Linked DNA regions of Mus musculus: all the other regions are linked to region 2. Evidence: chromatin contacts called from public HiChIP or PLAC-seq and Micro-C data. All regions are on one chromosome and are shown on one strand. Each heading gives the region's core, a stretch centred on a gene start, on an enhancer-like site or on the middle of the called end of the contact. The rest is flanking DNA. Distances are from core to core; before and after follow the strand shown.

Region 1 (2,755 bases), core at 145-2,644, 260 kb after region 2:
GTCCTGCTAGAACTCTGTCTCCTGGTGAGTGACGTGTGAGAGAGAGCTTCTGCGCATTCCCAATCCTGTGACTGACTCACTCCAGCCACCGTACCTTACTTGCCGTGATTGATTGAAACCCTGTTAACTCTGAGCCAAAAGGAGCTCTTCCTCCCATAAATTGCTTCTGCCAGGTAGTGAACCTGGATATTTAAAGAACTCTGAGCAAGCACATCGCAGAGATACCTGCGCATTGATGTTTTCTGCAACACTACCCATAATAGGGAGGCATCCATCAATGAAGGAACAGATGACAAAGATGTTGTGTATATACACAATGGAGTTTGTTTTAACCATGGCACAGAACAAAGTTATAACATTTGCAGGAGAGTCAATACAACTGCTGATAATCACAGAGCAAATTAATCCTGCCTCAGAAAGACAAACATCATGTTTTCTCTATTTTGTGTTTCCTAGATTTTATATTATAGGAATTATGCATGTATCTGTGGCATGGAAGTAGAGGGAAGCTGACAAAGGGAATAAAGGAACCTAACAGGACAAGAGGGAAGAAGAAAAGGAAGAGGATATGGTGGGAGACTATACTCAATTTGTATGAAATTTGTATTCGTATGAAAGTGCCCTTATATAACACAGCCCCAAGTACAATCGATGAAAAATGCTTAACTAAAATAAATAATCACATGGGCATCAAGATAAACCTGCAATTATAACTTGGAACCTATGGCAGAAGAAAAGTAATAGGAACATTTCAATTGCAGTGGTGCAGAAGTCTCTAGAAAGGGATCCCTAAGACATGAAATCTGAGCTGAGACCCAACAGATGAGGATGTGTTAGCTAGACACAACTGGGAAATCAAGGCATCGAAGGAAACAGTCTGTAAGAGCAATTGGGCTCTCCCAGACATCAGTGGCAATGTAAGGTAAATAGAAGAGTGGAGCGATGAGTGACAGACAGCACCAGAAACCAAGCTGGGTAGAGCTGGATCTGAGCAGGCAGTGCCTGTGGTCCACATCAGAGACTTAGACTAAAAATACAGAGTGTGTTTGGGAAGTGACAGGAGACGTTCCTGTAGCTAACTATTCTGCCTCCCCGTTGGTGGACAGAGGTACCACTCCAGATGTCTGTCAGTCGGAGCAGCAGATCTGGAAGGTGTCAACACCCTGTGGGAGGGGAGGGCTAGGGTGGAGGTCTCCAAAGACCTTCCTTTGGATCTGTCCAGAAAACATTGGAAATGGAAATCTAAAGGTGGCCAGAGAGAGCTGGCCTGGAGACTGGCAGTTGTCAGTGTAGGAGACACAGCTGAAACCAATTCCCCAGGGAGGACAGGAAAATGAGAAGAGAACCCACAGATGGAAAGTCCTGCAGGAGCTGAGAGAAAGTCCAGATGACTCAGACCAGCATGTGATTGCCACATCTCCAGCTTAGGTAACACCCATCGATGCTGTGGATGGACAGGAGTCCAAGAGAACACTTTACAGCAGGGGAATATAAACATTCCTGGGCCCTCTCCGTGTCCTAAGGTTAATATTGTTCATAAACTTGACTTGTCACAGACTGAAACTTCAGTAATAAATAAAGATACTAACTTGATCTCTAAGGGAAAAATCTGAGCTGGTCAAAATAACCTTTTCCCCTGGTAAACAAGATGAAGCCCTAGGATTGTGCAACAGAGAGAGTGGCCAGCCAGTGTTGAATGATGTCATACGCTATAGTCATGACAAATATGCCACATTTTATGCAGGAGTGTGATATGTGAAATAGGAATTGGGAATTAGGCCCAATGACTTCTCCCAGTGTCACCATAGATGGCCTCCACCTAAGCAAAGCCATCTGTCTCTATAACTGGGCTTTTTCATCTACAAAATTAGAAACAGTTCCCTCTAATTAATTTTCTAGCACTTATTCTTATTGAAAATAATTTTATACAAGTGACATGTACTATATATACATATATATAGTATATAATATGTACTGATCCCAATTTCTCCTCCTCTAACTCCTTCTAGATCCTCCCCCTTCCCTCCCACCCAACTCTATGACCTTTCTTTCTCTCTTCAGAAAACAAACAGGCCAACAAACAAACCAGAATAAAAATAAAACTAAAAGAGAAAAAAGGAAAAACATCAGAAACAGAGAGAGAAAAACCATAAAAACACAGAATCAGAAAGCATGATATGCACACAAAAGACCAGTAAGGCCAAAAAGAAAAAGAAAAAGAAATTCCCAAACAAATGCTATTGAGCCCATTTCCTGTTGCCATCTTCTGCTAGTCAAGAGGTCTGCCCTTCAGTGTGGTTTGCGTATCCAGTAAGTCTCCACTGGAGAAAACTAATTTGTGCTTTGTGAGTGGTTATCACCTGGAGATTAGCATCTGAGTTAGGGATGTGGGTTTGTGTCCACTTCCCTCCTAGCACGGGGACTCGTGCAGACCCTGTGCATGCTGGCATAGTCTCTGTGAGTTCTTAGGTGTGTCATCCTTGTTGTGTCTGGAAGACACTGTTCCTTGCTGTCTTCTATCCCCTCCAGCTCTTCTTTCCTACTCCTCACACAGCCCCTGAGCCCTGCCCCTTGGCTTTCCTGTCTTCTATTCAAAGACAACCGGTAAGAACAAAGACAAACAATTCTCAATACGCTTCCACAATGTGCCAGACCTATACACATATTACATGGGAAAACTCTGCTAATTAAGGTTGAATTCTACCATTGACCAGATAGCCTTCTGAGACTTGGCATAATATGGAGGGCCCCCTTC
Region 2 (2,920 bases), core at 307-2,806:
CCCATTGATAACTTGTCCACTCTCACACGGAAACAAACGTGTGTGAAGAACAACGATGACTTCAGATCAGTGAAGGCAAGCGCTGAGCACAGGCATAGCAGTCCGAGCGCTGTGCACATAGCAATACACAGAAAGCAGCAGAGAAAACACAGAGCAGTGAGCTCCTCTGTGGGTTCCCAGGAAGAAGAACGATGGTGACAGGGGGTTCTCATAAGTTATTACTCCTCACACTGCTTCGCCTTCCCGTTTGCCACACCCTCACTAACACACCAAGTCCTTCCAAGTAACACTAGGTCAACCCTAAAGACTCATGCTTTCTGCCATTGGCTTTCATGTTTTGTATACTTGACAGTGGAAATATAGAATTCTTTTTAAATTAAAAATGATGGAGAAGAGATAAGGAAAAATCCTTGGTACGAAAATTTAGGGAACCTTTGAACAAAGCCATTTACTGGCACTGTCTCTCCTCCAAAGTGCTCAGTTGTGGAGTTTATCTAAGTCACGCGATATAGTCCTCAGTGAAGAAGAAAACAGCCAGTGATTATCTTTCACACAGTTTTCATTAATTAAAGATTCAAATATAAAAATAGATATATATGTGCTCGTCAATATGCTTGGATGCTGACTTGTACAGGAATAAAGGAAGGACTGTTTCGTGATGCTTACAGTTGAATACAGACCTGAATGTCCCAGTAAGGTGGACATTTATGAAGGAGGCTTCTCCTGTCATAAAAATCCTGTGATGGAAGCCAGAAGATCCACTAGAACTAAAGTAACAAAGGATTGTGAGCTGCCATGTGGGTGCTGGTAACCCTGGTCCTCTAGAGGAGCACCAGTAATATTGAAGCATCCCTCCACCACCTTTTACATTTTTAATTATGTGTATGGCATAGAGTGGGGGTGGGCACATGACTGCACATAAATGCAGGTTCCTACAGAGTCTAGAAGAGGGTGTCAGATCCCCTGCAGCTAGAGTTACAGATGGTTGCGAGCCACCTAATAAAGTGGCAGGAACTGAACGCAAGTCCACAGCGGGAGTAGTATGAGCTCTTAACTGCTGAGCCATCTCTCTAGGCTAGATGGCTCCTGGTTTCAGGAAAGGGTTTTAAGGGCAACCATGTTAACCACAAACCACAATTACACAGTCCAACATTCTTCCATCAGTGTCTTGGCAAGAAATAGAAGATTCTATGTGTTGACTGAAGGAAACTGAATGAAGAGGTTATTTAGATAGAGTCTATCCTAAAGGGTGAAAGAGCATTGAAATCTCAGACGGAGGAGACAGAAGGGTAACCCAGAAAAACAGGAAATAGTTCACTGGTCCAATAGTGTGGCTCCCAGGTCAGGATTAGGAAGCAGAAAATCCATCCAAATGATAAGTCCATCCCCAGTAAAAGACTAGCGGTGCCCAGCAGAGAGGAGGTGCATTTGGCGTGCCCCATGTCTCAGAGGTCTGTGGCTGAGAGGAGGAACTCAGTGGTTAAGTCAGAGCTACCCAGAGAACAAGGAACAATCACAAATCAGAGAACCCAGTGTCACATTGCCACAGCCAGCTGCTGGGAGTTAGCTTCATGACACAGCTGTGGGTCAGAGCGGGGCTAGTCACAAACATACTTAGGAGCTCAGGCTATAAGGGAGCTTTTATGGAGGGTTTCTTAGTTAGTGGCCTTGGAAAGAGAGACTGAGAGCCTCTAGCTAGAGGTCAGCCAGAAAGCCATGAGTCTTCCACCCATGGCTGAGAGAGACCTCCAAAGCTCTGGCCCACAGGCCATTCCCTAGTCCATCTTCTCCTGAAGGCTGTTCAGTACCAGAGAGGATCAGAAAGACCTGCCGATCATGGGTCTCAGTGTCCCTCCTGCCTCTCTCACATTTCAACACACGGAAGATACCTTCTGGTTTAGGCATCAACTTAGTCACCTCCAGAGTTACAAAACTGGGTGTCTGAGAAGTGAGAGCCTGCCTGGCTCACACACTACAAAGCTGTATGCAGTCAGAAGGAAACTGAATGATTCGTGAAGAAGGAATGCCCACAGAGAGACTACAGCACTGCTGAGCAACTGACCCTCCACCACTCGAGGCTCAGCTCCGGTTGAGTAGAATGAAACAAAACTACCTTCAGTTGATCACCCTCCGACATGGCAGCTTCAATATTAGAGGACTCAGAAGGAAACAGCTCTAATCATTTGCTCTTGCCTTTGGGAGATTCAGTCGTGGGATCCAGTCATTGGGGATTTTTCTTACATTTTCGTCTTATCTACCATTTCTCCCACTCTTCCTCAGACACGAAGGTGACGCCTGACTGAGATTGAGGGCATAAAGCCGTGAAATGCCTTCTCAATGGAAAGAGGAAGCACACAATCTTATTCCTTACCCAAAGGTTTATTCTCTGTAAACTTTTGTGTTTGCACCAGAAAAGTAAGACACTGGGGTTTGTTCCCAACAACCAAAGCATCCATGACTCGAGAGAATTTTGGGGAATGGGAATAAACAAACAATGGAGCTTTGGAATGAAGGCTAGGAACTGAATCTCTGGCACAATCATTGTGAAGCTCCAAATTCTTGTAGCATCCTCTGTGGGTTGGACACTGCTACCCTTATCCTGAGCATCTGAGTACATGGGTTACAGGACACTGTGTCTGTATCCCAGGAGCTGAGGATGTTGGGCTTGCTTGACATTTTTTAGTGAAAAGACTTATCTGAGCATTGTGCTAAGAATTTGGGGTGTCACGCTTTCTAATCAAAATAGTCTAACTACACATAATACAGAGATGGAAAGAAAACAAGACTAATATAGAAGAGTCCCCATTTGTCCCCAAATGGTGCCCCTGTAATTATAATTAAGGCCACTTTGGAAATGAAACGCTATGCTAACACTCTCCATATGATTCCAAACTGTGCCCTTAATCTTCTACTCAAAGGA
Region 3 (3,009 bases), core at 135-2,634, 360 kb before region 2:
GGGAGGCTCCACTCCATGATGCACGTGAGAGGTCCAAGGACAACCTTGCAGAGATGATTCTCATCTTCCATCTTCAGCTGGGTTCCAGGAACTGACCTCAGGTTCTAAGGCTATGAGGCAAGAGCCTTTACCCACCAGGCCCTCTTCATTCGTGAGGATCAGAGGAGTGTTTAAGAGGAAAACATGTATATCGCTTTAAAGACATGGAGGAAGTCAAAGTCAGTCAATAAGTGGAGAATGTTGTTGTTTTAAAATTTATATCTAGCTGGGATGGCGAGATAGAAAAGTTGTGAGCTTTGTGGTCAGACATAACCCAAGTTCAATCCCAGTTCTGTAGTGCAGGTGCTTAATTGAAGTTGGACCAGTGATTAAACTCAACCTCACTTTATACACCAAATTCACTGCTTTTTTTTCTAACTTAGAGTAGGCAATCAAAATTATTTTTTGAGGGGCAGAGAGAAGGGTCAGTGGGTAAACACATGGCTGTGCGAGCATGGAGAACTAAATTCAAATTCCCAGCACTTATGGAGAAAGTCCAGTGGAACCAAGAGTGCCTGGAAGTCCAGCACCAGGGTAGGGAGTCAGGGGATAGCTGGGCTCAAGAGTCAGCCAGTGGAGCCGAATAAGTGGGGCTCAGAGTTCAGTGAGAGAGACCTTGTCTAAAGGAAATAAGCGGAGAGGAAGAGAGGAGGACACCTCAGGTTCTCCTCTGGCCTCTATACATGCCCATGCACAGACATGCACAACCACACACACAGGGCTTCATGAGGAACACACATATGCCACATATACGTGTGCACGTGCGCACGCACACACACACACACACACACACACACACACACACACACACACACACACACAGAGAGAGAGAGAGAGAGAGAGAGAGAGAGGCAATGGTTTTATAAATAGGTATTATTTGAATGGGTTTACAATACCTAGCAATAAACAAAATACAGATATAAGTAATGATTCCATTTCTGCTTTTCCAGTGCATCTTGAGTAGCTAATAAGTGATTTCTAAATGAGCTTAGGAAGATGCCCACTTTAGGCAGGATGACTGAACTCTCAAAACTATCATGACCTTGATGTGATAAGAGACACAGCTGGCTTCTCTTTCCATAATCTTGCTTACAAAACTCATCCCTAGTTAGTACCGAGAAGAAGGAGGGGGAAGCTTATCTGGATGGTGGAAAAACTACTGGTTTCTACTCTTTTGAGTGATTTTCTCTCTCCCTCAAGACCCTTCAGTCCTTATGGCTGCTGCTGCCCTCCCCTCTCTCAGATGATGAAATGAACGACTGCATTCTCAGTGAACCCGGGGTTCCCACCGGAGCCCGGGAAGAAACCTGTCATCAAGCCCTGTGGTTTAGTGGGCTGGTTTGTCTTTGCACTGTTGGTCATCAGGGTGCGACTTGTTCCTTCTCCTGTTTAGTGAGTCATTCGGATGCCACTGCAGAAATCCGTGACCATGTTATTATTGTTTTATTCATTATGTCCCAGGAAGAACCACCGAGGCCATTTTGAACAAGACCACTGCAGATCTTTTAGGTTTCTCAGAGCCTCTGTCTACCCTCACTTATGCAGAGTGAATTTCTGCATTCCTAAGTGTAGGCTAACATTAACACATAAAGCACAGCTACCCTTTCCATTTAGTGTGGCTTAGCTGGGAGGAGCCTGACTTTGAATTCATTTTTCAATTCTTTGTGTTTTGTGCCTTTCGTCTCTACTGAGGGGATCATGCCGCAGTATTTAAGAGTGGATGTGCTGGACAAAATGGATTATGGGAGAAAGGTGTCTTCCTTTCCTCTTGGCGACAGCCATCAGGTGAGCCAAGATGAGTGCATACAAATACATCCAGGAGCTATGGAGGAAGAAGCAGTCCGACTTGATGCGCTTTCTTCTGAGGGTCCGCTGTTGGCAATACCGCCAGCTCCCTGCGCTGCACAGGGCTCCCCGCCCCACCTGGCCTGATAAAGCTCGAAGACTGGGGTAAGGCTAAGCAAGGCTATGTCATTTACAGGATTCATGTCGGCCGTGGTGGTCGTAAACGCCCAGATCCTAAGGGTGCAACTTACGGCAAGCCTGTCCACCATGGTGTTAACCAGCTGAAATTTGCCTGAAGCCTTAAGTCTGTTGCTGAGGAGAGAGCTGGGTGCCATTGTGGGGCTTTGAGAGTCCTGAATTCCTACTGGGTTGGTGAAGATTCCACATATAAAGTTTTTGAGGTTATCCTCATTGATCCGTTCCATAAAGCTATCAGAAGAAATCCTGACACCCAGTGGATCACCAAACCAGTCCACAAGCACAGAGAGAGGCATGGGCCCACATCTGTTAGCCGAAAGAGCCGTGGCCTTGGAAAGGGCCACAAGTTCCACCACACTATTGGTGGTTCCCGTCGTGCAGCCTGGAGAAGGCGCAATACTCTCCAGCTCCACCATTACCACTAATACACGTGATATTTGTAAAATTCATATCCAATAAACAATTTAGGATAGTCATTTCTGCTTAAAGGTGTTATTTGTTAAAACTAGTCTACAGATTGTCATGAGTGTTTTGTGAAACTGTAGAAGTTAAAGTGCAATAAATGAAATCGGCAGGTGATGGCATATCTTTTTTCTGATGTACTTTGCATTATCTGCTTATGAGATTAAGTGTATATAGTGTTTGTGCCAAGTGGTGTCCTGTGTGTAAGAGCCTGTAAAAGGTAAAAAGTCCTGAAACTGACCCTGGATGTGTTGGTGCACGAGATAGAATTGACGGTTTTATGATGGAATCTTCTGGTTCACTGAAGTGGCTGCTTGGGAATTTGATGAGTACAAACTTTAGAGTTGGGTTTTGCTTAGAAATGTGTTGGAAGAGAGGGTTTCAAAACCTGTTTTGTGCATAGAAAAGTGAGATCAACTATAACCCACATTTTGAGAATTGAATCCAGTGGCATTTTCAGAAGACCAGGTAAATTTGCTGGAAGAGGTTTCACTTTCTGTTGGATCTAGAGTATGGATTTGGGGA

Evidence for each region. A called contact is a pair of places that touch in the nucleus more often than the background predicts. HiChIP or PLAC-seq counts read pairs in DNA pulled down with a chosen protein or histone mark.
Region 1: a contact with region 2 is called in a Micro-C map of muscle stem cells, with 3 times the contacts expected there. The contact joins two enhancer-like sites. A contact is called at or near these places in 3 of 484 Hi-C or Micro-C datasets (muscle stem cells and uterus) and 4 of 115 datasets of contacts at active chromatin or transcription factors (the 230-238 cell line, heart atrium, pancreatic cancer cells and 1 more).
Region 3: a contact with region 2 is called in a FOXA1 HiChIP or PLAC-seq map of pancreatic cancer cells. The contact joins two enhancer-like sites. A contact is called at or near these places in 1 of 115 datasets of contacts at active chromatin or transcription factors (pancreatic cancer cells) and 1 of 9 other capture datasets (embryonic stem cells).

The regions. Positions count from the first base shown.
Region 1 is chr4:106,194,312-106,197,066 of GRCm38.p6, forward strand. No RefSeq gene overlaps it. Among named protein-coding and RNA genes, the nearest start is that of Gm12724, 41 kb to the right of the region's middle. Within about 2 kb of position 1,395, at least 53 of the 459 cell types and tissues checked have an H3K27ac peak or open chromatin away from gene starts, as enhancers often do. A contact at or near this core is called in muscle stem cells, where this site is marked.
Region 2 is chr4:105,935,820-105,938,739 of GRCm38.p6, forward strand. No RefSeq gene overlaps it. Among named protein-coding and RNA genes, the nearest start is that of Gm29922, 92 kb to the left of the region's middle. Within about 2 kb of position 1,557, at least 50 of the 459 cell types and tissues checked have an H3K27ac peak or open chromatin away from gene starts, as enhancers often do. A contact at or near this core is called in muscle stem cells and pancreatic cancer cells, where this site is marked.
Region 3 is chr4:105,576,502-105,579,510 of GRCm38.p6, forward strand. It overlaps the pseudogene Gm12726. Among named protein-coding and RNA genes, the nearest start is that of Gm40217, 260 kb to the left of the region's middle. Within about 2 kb of position 1,385, at least 6 of the 459 cell types and tissues checked have an H3K27ac peak or open chromatin away from gene starts, as enhancers often do. A contact at or near this core is called in pancreatic cancer cells, where this site is marked.